Regions from separate parts of the Mus musculus genome. Here region 2 is linked to region 1. Evidence: chromatin contacts called from public Hi-C data. All regions are on one chromosome and are shown on one strand. Each heading gives the region's core, a stretch centred on a gene start, on an enhancer-like site or on the middle of the called end of the contact. The rest is flanking DNA. Distances are from core to core; before and after follow the strand shown. Region 1 has its middle 25 kb from the start of Gm45999. Region 2 overlaps Sox6 (SRY (sex determining region Y)-box 6).

Region 1 (4,154 bases), core at 1,452-3,951:
ATATCTGTGTATATTTGTTTGGTTACATACATGTACATATATGAAAATATTTGACCAAAAGAGCTAAAACTTATAACAGCAAATAAGCCCAGATAGCAAGGCAAGACCAAACTACAGAAAGCACTGTGCTACAACCAAGAACAGAAACAATGGCCATGCTGGTGTGCCCTCCAGGCTCAGCCCATCTCCTCACACTGAGGGGAAAGCCATGGGTTCTGTGGGCAGCAGACCTCACAGTCACACACATACACTGAGCTGTAGGAGCTGAAGCCATCCCTGCCGAGGATTTCCGCCCTTCATCTGGGCCATAATCCACCTCCCAGGCCACACAGTGCCTGGCTTGTGCTTAAACAAGGCACGCACTGTACCAGTGTTCTCACATCACGCTGCGGGAAGGCAAACAGAGCTGGGGACCTATGCCAAGGTTTTCAAAGGCTGCCCTGAAACGTAAATGTGGCCTCTGTACATTCTTCAGGCAACGCTGGGGATCATCTCTGTGGTACCAGGGCCAGCACAATTACCCTATTACTACCCGATGGCGGCTCCTGATGAATGCATCTCTGTGATGGTTCCTTTTAACCTGACGACAGGAAAAGGAAAATCTATGGAAGGGGGCATGAGGCAGAGTTCCATGAGCTCATGTCTAGTGGGGAAAGCTAAAGGCATGTGAAGGCTGGGGGTGAGTGGATCACATTGCTTCTGGCTTCAGGGGCAATGTTATTGCCCCTTCCTCTAAGAACTTCCATGGGTTAGCCTCAATGTGTGGGGACATCTACCAACTGGAATTCCGTGAAACAGGGGCCACAAATGTCAGGATATACATTCAGGTTTGTGTACCCTGGGCTGAATAGCTGAAAATCTCTCTCTCTCTCTCTCTCTCTCTCTCTCTCTCTCTCTCTCTCTCTCTCTCTACCTAAAACAAGGGAGTAAATTTAAATAAAAGATGTACACAGTTTTTGAGAGAGCAGATAAAGAGAATATAAAAGTTAGATAAAGCCCAGAGAAGAACAAGCCACTTAGGTTGCTGTGCCTCAGGCTACACATCATCAAATAAAGCAATAATGGTGTCTCTGTAAGATGCTTGAGGGGGCCGTGAAATGCACGTCTACTCACTACCACAAGTAGGAAAACTAGGGAGGAAGGGGAGTCAGGACACTCAGGTGTGGTTTAGCATGACTTTCTGAACCAGCCGCCCCCGCCCTGCCCCCCCCCCACACACACACATAGAAACCTCTCAAAGCTTGAAGCAATGCTATGACATGGGAACACATGCCAAGGGCAGCAACCGGACAGATGGGAGGCACTATGGTGGTCAGCATCTATGGAATACTTCTTTTCGAGATTCTGAGACACAGTGGATTCTGCTGCTCTTTCTTCTGAGTCTATCTAGTTCATCTCTGCAGATTTTCTCATCCTTCCCAAGGCCAAGGTCAGGAGAACTGGGGAGAAGTCAGCCTTGATGAGCACAGGAAGAGTCTCGAACCTTAGGAAAAGTGTGGTAGTGGTGTCAAGCAAAGGCAAGACTGAACCCTATGCTTCTGATGGGGAAGCGAAGTCTGGCCCTGGGAAGGCAATTTCTCCAGGTCAAACGTCATAAGGAAGGGCACAGGAGGTTAAAGCAGAAATCCTGAAAAAGTACAAGAGTTTGCAGGAAAAGCAACAAGGACCGGCTTTTATAGCTTCACCTTTAAGCCTTCTTCTTTGGGTAGTATGGCAGTCACTTTTCTCATTGCTGGGACAAGACTGCAACCTAAGAAAGGGTTCATTTTGACTTGTGGTTTAGGAAGGGATGCAGTCTGTTATACAGAGGAAGGCATGGGAGCAGGGCTGTGAGGCAGCTCTCTCTCTCTCTCTCTCTCTCTCTCTCTCTCTCTCTGTGTGTGTGTGTGTGTGTGTGTGTGTGTGTGTGTGTGTGTGTGTGTGTGTGTGTGTATTCTATATCTGTAGACAGATTCTATATCTGTAGTCAGGAGACAGAGAGCAGACAGGAAGTAGGACTGGACAATGAACCCTCCAGGCCCTCCTGGTGACCCACTCCCTCAAGCAGGGCTCCATCTACTTCCTAAGGCTCCACACTGTCTACCATCAAAGAAGTTTATATCCAAAACACAGCAGGTAGCAATGTTCACACCAGCTGAGGAGTCCCTGCTGCCAGACTCTTAGTTAACCTGGCTTGAATGAGATGAATCCTACCCCCATCTAGCCATAGGAGAAACACATAGTCTCCAGCTCAGCCAATGAGAGGGCTTCACTCCTGTGTCCGGGTGACTGATTGAGGGCAAGATGTATGCTTCGAGGTGACCCAAGAAGCCTCACAAATAAGCTTTCTCTGAAAGGCTACAGAAGAGAAACTCTTTCTACTGGCCTTGCTGGGCTGCTGGGGTCAAGGGCTATTCATGCGAGTGGGACTGAATTACCCTGAGAAGGAGGCACCACAAACAAATGTCACTCTGGGAGATAAAAGGAGACAAATTCTCAGCCTCATATGGAGTCCTTGCTCCAGCTGCACCTTCAGGTGACACATCCTGGATGTTGGTTGCCTTCACTCTTCAGTGTAGAGGCCAATGATTGATTTTGTAAATATGTGTGTCTCCTCGGCACTTGACCTAGGGGAGAAATATTCTCATTGATTTCATACTTAAACCAGATTGACTTAAACACCTGTCACTCACGTGTTTAAGAATCCAGCCCCATGTTTCAGATAAATAGTGGATATCAGCCACTGCTGACAAGACTGTGGCTGTGGCCATGAGGGAGGGTGACCAAAGGACCCTTACCTACCAGAATGAGGTAACGATGAAAACCAGAGAGGAGTTGAAGAGTACCAGGCTTGGTCAATGAAAATGCAGTTATTGTATCTGGAGAGACAGTTTCCTGCCAATGGGAGAGAACCTGAGCAAAGCTGCCTCCTGCTGGAGGGCCATAAGAACCGTGGGGGCAGTCAGCAGGGAGTGGGGCTGGATGGGTGACTTCAGCTCTTTCCTGGCCTGGTACTGCGTATTTGAATCTCCTGCTGGGCCAAGTAGTGACTTTGCAGGCCCTGCGGAATTCTCATCATTTCCCAGGGACCTTTCAGCTTGGGTTTGGCTCCTATGCCAAGGCTGTGACAGCTTTATTAGCACCTATAATTCAATGTGAGCATCAATGTGTTGGGAAACACTTTGGGGCTATCTGTTAAAGTCAGTTTAATTCCCTCTCAAATGCCTCTTTGTTTGCCAAAGTGCCAGGCAGAAGCCTTCCAGGTAGGCGGGGAGATGAGCCCCAGACAGGGATCAGCGGGACGTGTCTGCTGAGAGCACAAGTCACTTTGCTGGGGGCTGATGTCATTTCCAGTTAGTGGGCTCCTGGCAGAAAGGTCTGCAGAGGCTCAGATGACATCACTGGAGAGCAGCCTGTCATTGGCGGAGATAACAAATGGAGCTCAGCCCCAAGTTCCTGCTGCCCCAGGAAGTCTCAATTCATTCCTTGGCTTCGCTCCCTAAGAGGGGTCTGGAAAGGAGACTCTTTGGACCCTAGCAGACTGTCTTGCTGGCTACTTCATGGAAACAAAACAGAGGGGTATCTAAACTTTCCTCAAAGTTCCCAGTGACTGTTGTTATCACGTGCTGCCATGACACAGCAGCACACACAGCCGATCATCTACCCAGTGTACATGTTCCCTTCTGCTGTTCTAGAATCTGCCACAGCCACTAAGGCATGTCATTCTTCAAAAGATTGGATCTCCCCTTGGCAGATCCTCACTAACTCATCCATCCATCCATCCATCCATTCATTCATTCAACAAGTTCTATAGAATGCATATTTTTGTGATCATTGTTTCAGACACTAAGGATACTTCTTGACTGCCCCATCTGGGGATCTATCCCGTATACAGTCACCAAACCCAGACACTATTGTGGATGCCAAGAAGTGCTTGCTGACAGGAGCCTGATATAGCTGTCTCCTGAGAGGCTCTGCTAGTGCCTGAAAAATACAGAGACGGATGCTTGCAGCCAACCATTGGACTGAGCACAGGGTCCCCAATGGAGGAGTTAGAGAAAAGACTGAGGGAGCTGAAGGGGTTTGCAACCCCATAGGAAGAGCAATAATATCAACCAACCAGATACCCCAGGGACTAAACTACCAACCAAAGAGTACACTACTCATGGAGCAAA
Region 2 (4,325 bases), core at 626-3,125, 240 kb after region 1:
CCATTCTGTTCCTTGCTTCAGCAAAAGGAGACTCCAGAGCTGGGAGTTGAACCCACCTTGGAATAGTGTGTGAACGCTGCAGTGACCAAAAGCTCCTTACAAAATGTAATTGCTATGAAAGCTTTAATACATGGAAAAATGTGTGTGAGAAAACGTGCATCTCTGTGTCTACTTAAGCTTCTTGTGCTTTGCCTTGGCTCTTTTTCTTCTGTTTGTTTTGTGGTAGCACAGGAGTTGGAGAGGTCTGCATGGAGCCAGGGGAGAGAAAACTGTAATCAGAAAATATTGTATGAAAAAAAAAACTTTTTCAACAAAAGAATAGAAAAAGCTTTCATACACATATTTTCATTGTTCTTTTGTGTAGCTATGCATGTGTTCATGTGTATGTACACATGTGTGAGAGCATATATGCATAATGTGTTTGCATGCGTGTAGAAGTCAAAAATCAAACTTCCAGTGTCTTCCTATACCACTCTTCACATTATTGAGACAAGTTCTCTGTCCAAACCTGGAGATCACTAATTTGGCAAGACTGGCTGACTGGCAAGCACCCAGAGATCCAGCTACCTCAGCACACGAGACTCCACCCCCCTGAGCTAGGATGACATGCATGTGCAATCCCTGGCGTTTTGGGTGCTGGGGATCTGAGCTCAGGTTCTTATGCTTTGAGATCCATATGTTCACTCGTGGGAATTGCTTTAAATTGAAATTCCATATGACTATTGAAAAGTAGGGTATTTAGATTGCTAAACATACCAATATAAATACAAGGGCTGACCTATCAGTGCCCCAACACTAGCTACTACTGGTATAGAAGATGGTGTTTATTATTCCATATAATCATTTAGAGAGAGGTTATTTCCAATCAAGCCTATCAGATTATATAAGTCATTTTAAGCCTTTAGATTTCTATATAAGTACAAAACTGAAACAAAGAAAGAGACTCTCACTTGCTACTGTACCCCTTCACCAAAGGGGCAGGAAAGAGAAAGCAAAGATATTTAGATGGTTATTTATCGCTTATCTACACTGTCCCTGCCCACTACTTCTCCAGTAGCTAAAGGCAAATCATGATTTTTGTTAAAAACTAAAGTCCAGGAGAAGCACACACTGACATGACCACATGGCTATTACAGAACTGATTTAACACAAGGACCCAGTCCATCAGTGTCTCCAGCTGCAGTGCTTATGGAAAAAGACTCAATCTGCAGATATAAGTTTTTGACATTGGATGGTTTTGGTTACAACTTGAACTCCTAAATATTTAGCTGTCAATTTATGAGCATACACTGACCAGAGTTTTGTTATCAAGTCCACAATTATTTGGAATCATGATCAAAGCCAAGGGCAATTGTTTTTTAAATGTACACTAAAAATTTCCCAAGTCAATGGCACAAAGCCTGCCTTTCATTCTCTTTAGCCTTTTTAATTTAAGTTTAAAATATAAGCCCTTGTTGTGTTCTTCAATGCCACACTATGGCTGCAGTTTCCTTGGTAGAATAAGGGCTGAATGTACATGGAAATTATCAGCCAATAACAATAGGTCTTTGTCCAGCTGTGACTACTTCCCTCCTCTACAGCTAGTCCTTATCTGGCTCAGGAAATGCCTGTTTTAACTGACAGGTAGGAGATTAAATCTACAGCTGCTGCAACACAATCTCAGCTCTGTTAGATGGGCTTTCATTGGAAAGCACTACAAACACGTAATTTGTTTACGTTGTACCAGCAATCTCTGACAAAGCAGACTGTCTAGCTGAGACAAATGTGGTTAAACCCATTTATTGTATTATTTCTGCTACACAGAACAAGCTCTTAAAACGCAGGAACTAGACAAGGCACAAGGCTCTCACTGTCTAAAGAAATCAAGAATAGAGACTCCTTGCTACGCTGGCCTTTTACACGGAAGGCACAGTCTCCCCTGAAAAGCGTTGATTCCGGTTTCTCTTTTAAGTGGGTGGCTCGATTACGTTTCTGCTTTCAGTTTCTGAGTTTCTTTTGTTCCTTACTAGCATAAACACACGTGAAATCCTGCATCCAAACATCTTTAAACTCAATAACAAGATGAATATTTACAGCAAGTGCTGTGGCACCTCCTCCAAAAATATCCATAATGATAAGTGCTGTTGACAAATGTTTATTACAAATTCTGATCATGTTATTTGATTTCTTTATTTCATTTAATGAAGAAGATAACTTTGTAACTCACAAAGGCTATGAATGGCATGTCCTTCAAGTTAAATAAATAGTCCTGCAAAGAGATACATAACTGTGAAAAACATTAGAGGAGAATCCCAACAACAGGATGGAAAAGAGTGCTGCCCTCATCTCATTATGACCTCACTGCTCTGTGCTGAAAATAACTAGTAACTAGAATAAGAACGAATCTCAACTAGAAATGGAAAATAATTTTGCTTTTCTAAATTAAAGTCTCTTCTTCATATTTACACCTTTATATATAAAGTTTACTTGCTCATCTCTATCTAGTACTCAGAGTATGATTATGCACAAACTGTAACATTACTAATAGCTACAGTTTAAACTTTAAATACACACATACATACGTGTGTGTGTCCAAAGAGTGATAATCAGTGTGACCAGACAGCAGATGGTATGTAATTTAATTTTTAAAATAGGAAAACAGATGCTATAATTCAAACTTGCCTGAAGAATTAGGAAGATTGGTGTAATAGACAAAAGGATTATAGAACTGTACCCGAAGCAGTCAAGAGCCTCACACTCTAATATGTCATTACTTTTTAAAATCGTACTCGATTTTGCCTTAATCATCACCATAAAACAGGAGAGTGAGAGAAGAATCTTCCAAGTTAAAATGCTTAAAAACCTGAGTTAGTCTTAAAATACAGCAAGTATGCAATAAACTCGCTGAATCCATGGGGTCTCCCTCAAACAGTATGGATAATGAGGGGAATCCATAACAGACATAAACAAACCCAGAAAGATGTCTAGACCCCGCATCATTACGTATGATATATGCTCAAGATAGATGGGCAGACATTTGAATGTTCAACTTCAAACTTGGCTTCTATTAGACTGATTCAGTCACAGCATGGGGTTTTTTTAATAAACAAACCTCAATGTTAGAAAATATTGGGGACTCAAATCATGTATTATGCCACAGCTAGTTAAAGGTGTGGTGTTCTAATGTCTTGTATTCCTTGAAGCTTTCTTACAACCGACTATAAATAATAATAAAGGAAAAACATAGCATATAAAACATACAGAAGTCTTAAGACTCTTGTCTTGCATGTTCAGAGCAGCAGATGCAATGCTGGCATTTTAAATGCATGGCCAGGAAAGAATTTGTATCTCCCATTAAAATTAGAAATGGCTTTAACTATGTGGGCATTGGTTTTCATTTTCCATTATTAAAGATGTTGAATACTCTCACATAAAATATGTAATGTTAATTATTTATCTTATTTTAGTAAGTTCTTTGTCAGGCTGATGTGCATAGTATACATACATACAATACAAAAATAATCACCTGATTCATACAATCTTAAAAAGCTAGAAGTGTTTTTAGTAAAGCATTTTTCAGTATAGTCATCTTAAACATAGAGACAATAAGACCCAGAGACCTTGTATGTCAAGGTCTCAAAACCTGAGATCAAAACCCAAACTGAAGGCCAGTCTGTTTCCATTACTACTCAAAACATTAGAAAATGAAATTTTGGGGGATGAAAAAGAATTCTAGTCCAGTGATTCTCACACAGACAAGATAGCACTCCTGTGCTTTTTCAGAACGGTGTTTGCCACCTGCTTTCACAGAGCCAGTGGCCACATATGACAAAGACCAGAAGGATGTGGGATGCTTTGACTTGTTGGTGGCATTACCATGCAAAGAACATGTATGTTATTAAATCTGCTGAAATCCAATTACAGGGACTTTAATTTCCACTTACAGTTTCTTTTTGTCTCTTAACATAGAACCTAAAAACAGGCCACCCTTTTCTTCTCCAAACTTTACTCTGAGTTCTTTGTTACAAGTCCACACATGGGAAGAAAATGAGGACAAATCTCACTTTGTCTAAAGGGAAATTAGCCAAAATGGCTAGCAGGCTACACTGGGAATTACCTTTCTTCCTTTCACCTGCCCCACCAATCTTTATGCCTATAACATGTATTCAAATTAGTCACACACTATCATTTTACAAAATACATGAAACAATTAATTCTGAGAGCAGAATGATAACTTTGACCTTCAAATTCCTGACAATATACAGAGTTTTCCAAAAACTGTTTAGTAAAATGTAAATTTTGTGTGTGAGGGGGGCGGTATACTCCTGAAATTAATTTTTAAAAGG

What was found. Hi-C and Micro-C count contacts between places; a contact is called where the count stands out from the background.
Region 2: a contact with region 1 is called in a Hi-C map of the N1E-115 cell line, with 2.1 times the contacts expected there. The contact joins two enhancer-like sites. A contact is called at or near these places in 1 of 484 Hi-C or Micro-C datasets (the N1E-115 cell line) and 1 of 115 datasets of contacts at active chromatin or transcription factors (stem cell-derived neural progenitor cells).

The regions. Positions count from the first base shown.
Region 1 is chr7:115,370,965-115,375,118 of GRCm38.p6, forward strand. No RefSeq gene overlaps it. Among named protein-coding and RNA genes, the nearest start is that of Gm45999, 25 kb to the right of the region's middle. Within about 2 kb of position 2,702, at least 15 of the 459 cell types and tissues checked have an H3K27ac peak or open chromatin away from gene starts, as enhancers often do. A contact at or near this core is called in the N1E-115 cell line, where this site is marked.
Region 2 is chr7:115,614,201-115,618,525 of GRCm38.p6, forward strand. All of the region lies in intron 7 of Sox6 (SRY (sex determining region Y)-box 6), which reads right to left. Among named protein-coding and RNA genes, the nearest start is that of Gm51455, 120 kb to the left of the region's middle. Within about 2 kb of position 1,876, at least 140 of the 459 cell types and tissues checked have an H3K27ac peak or open chromatin away from gene starts, as enhancers often do. A contact at or near this core is called in the N1E-115 cell line, where this site is marked.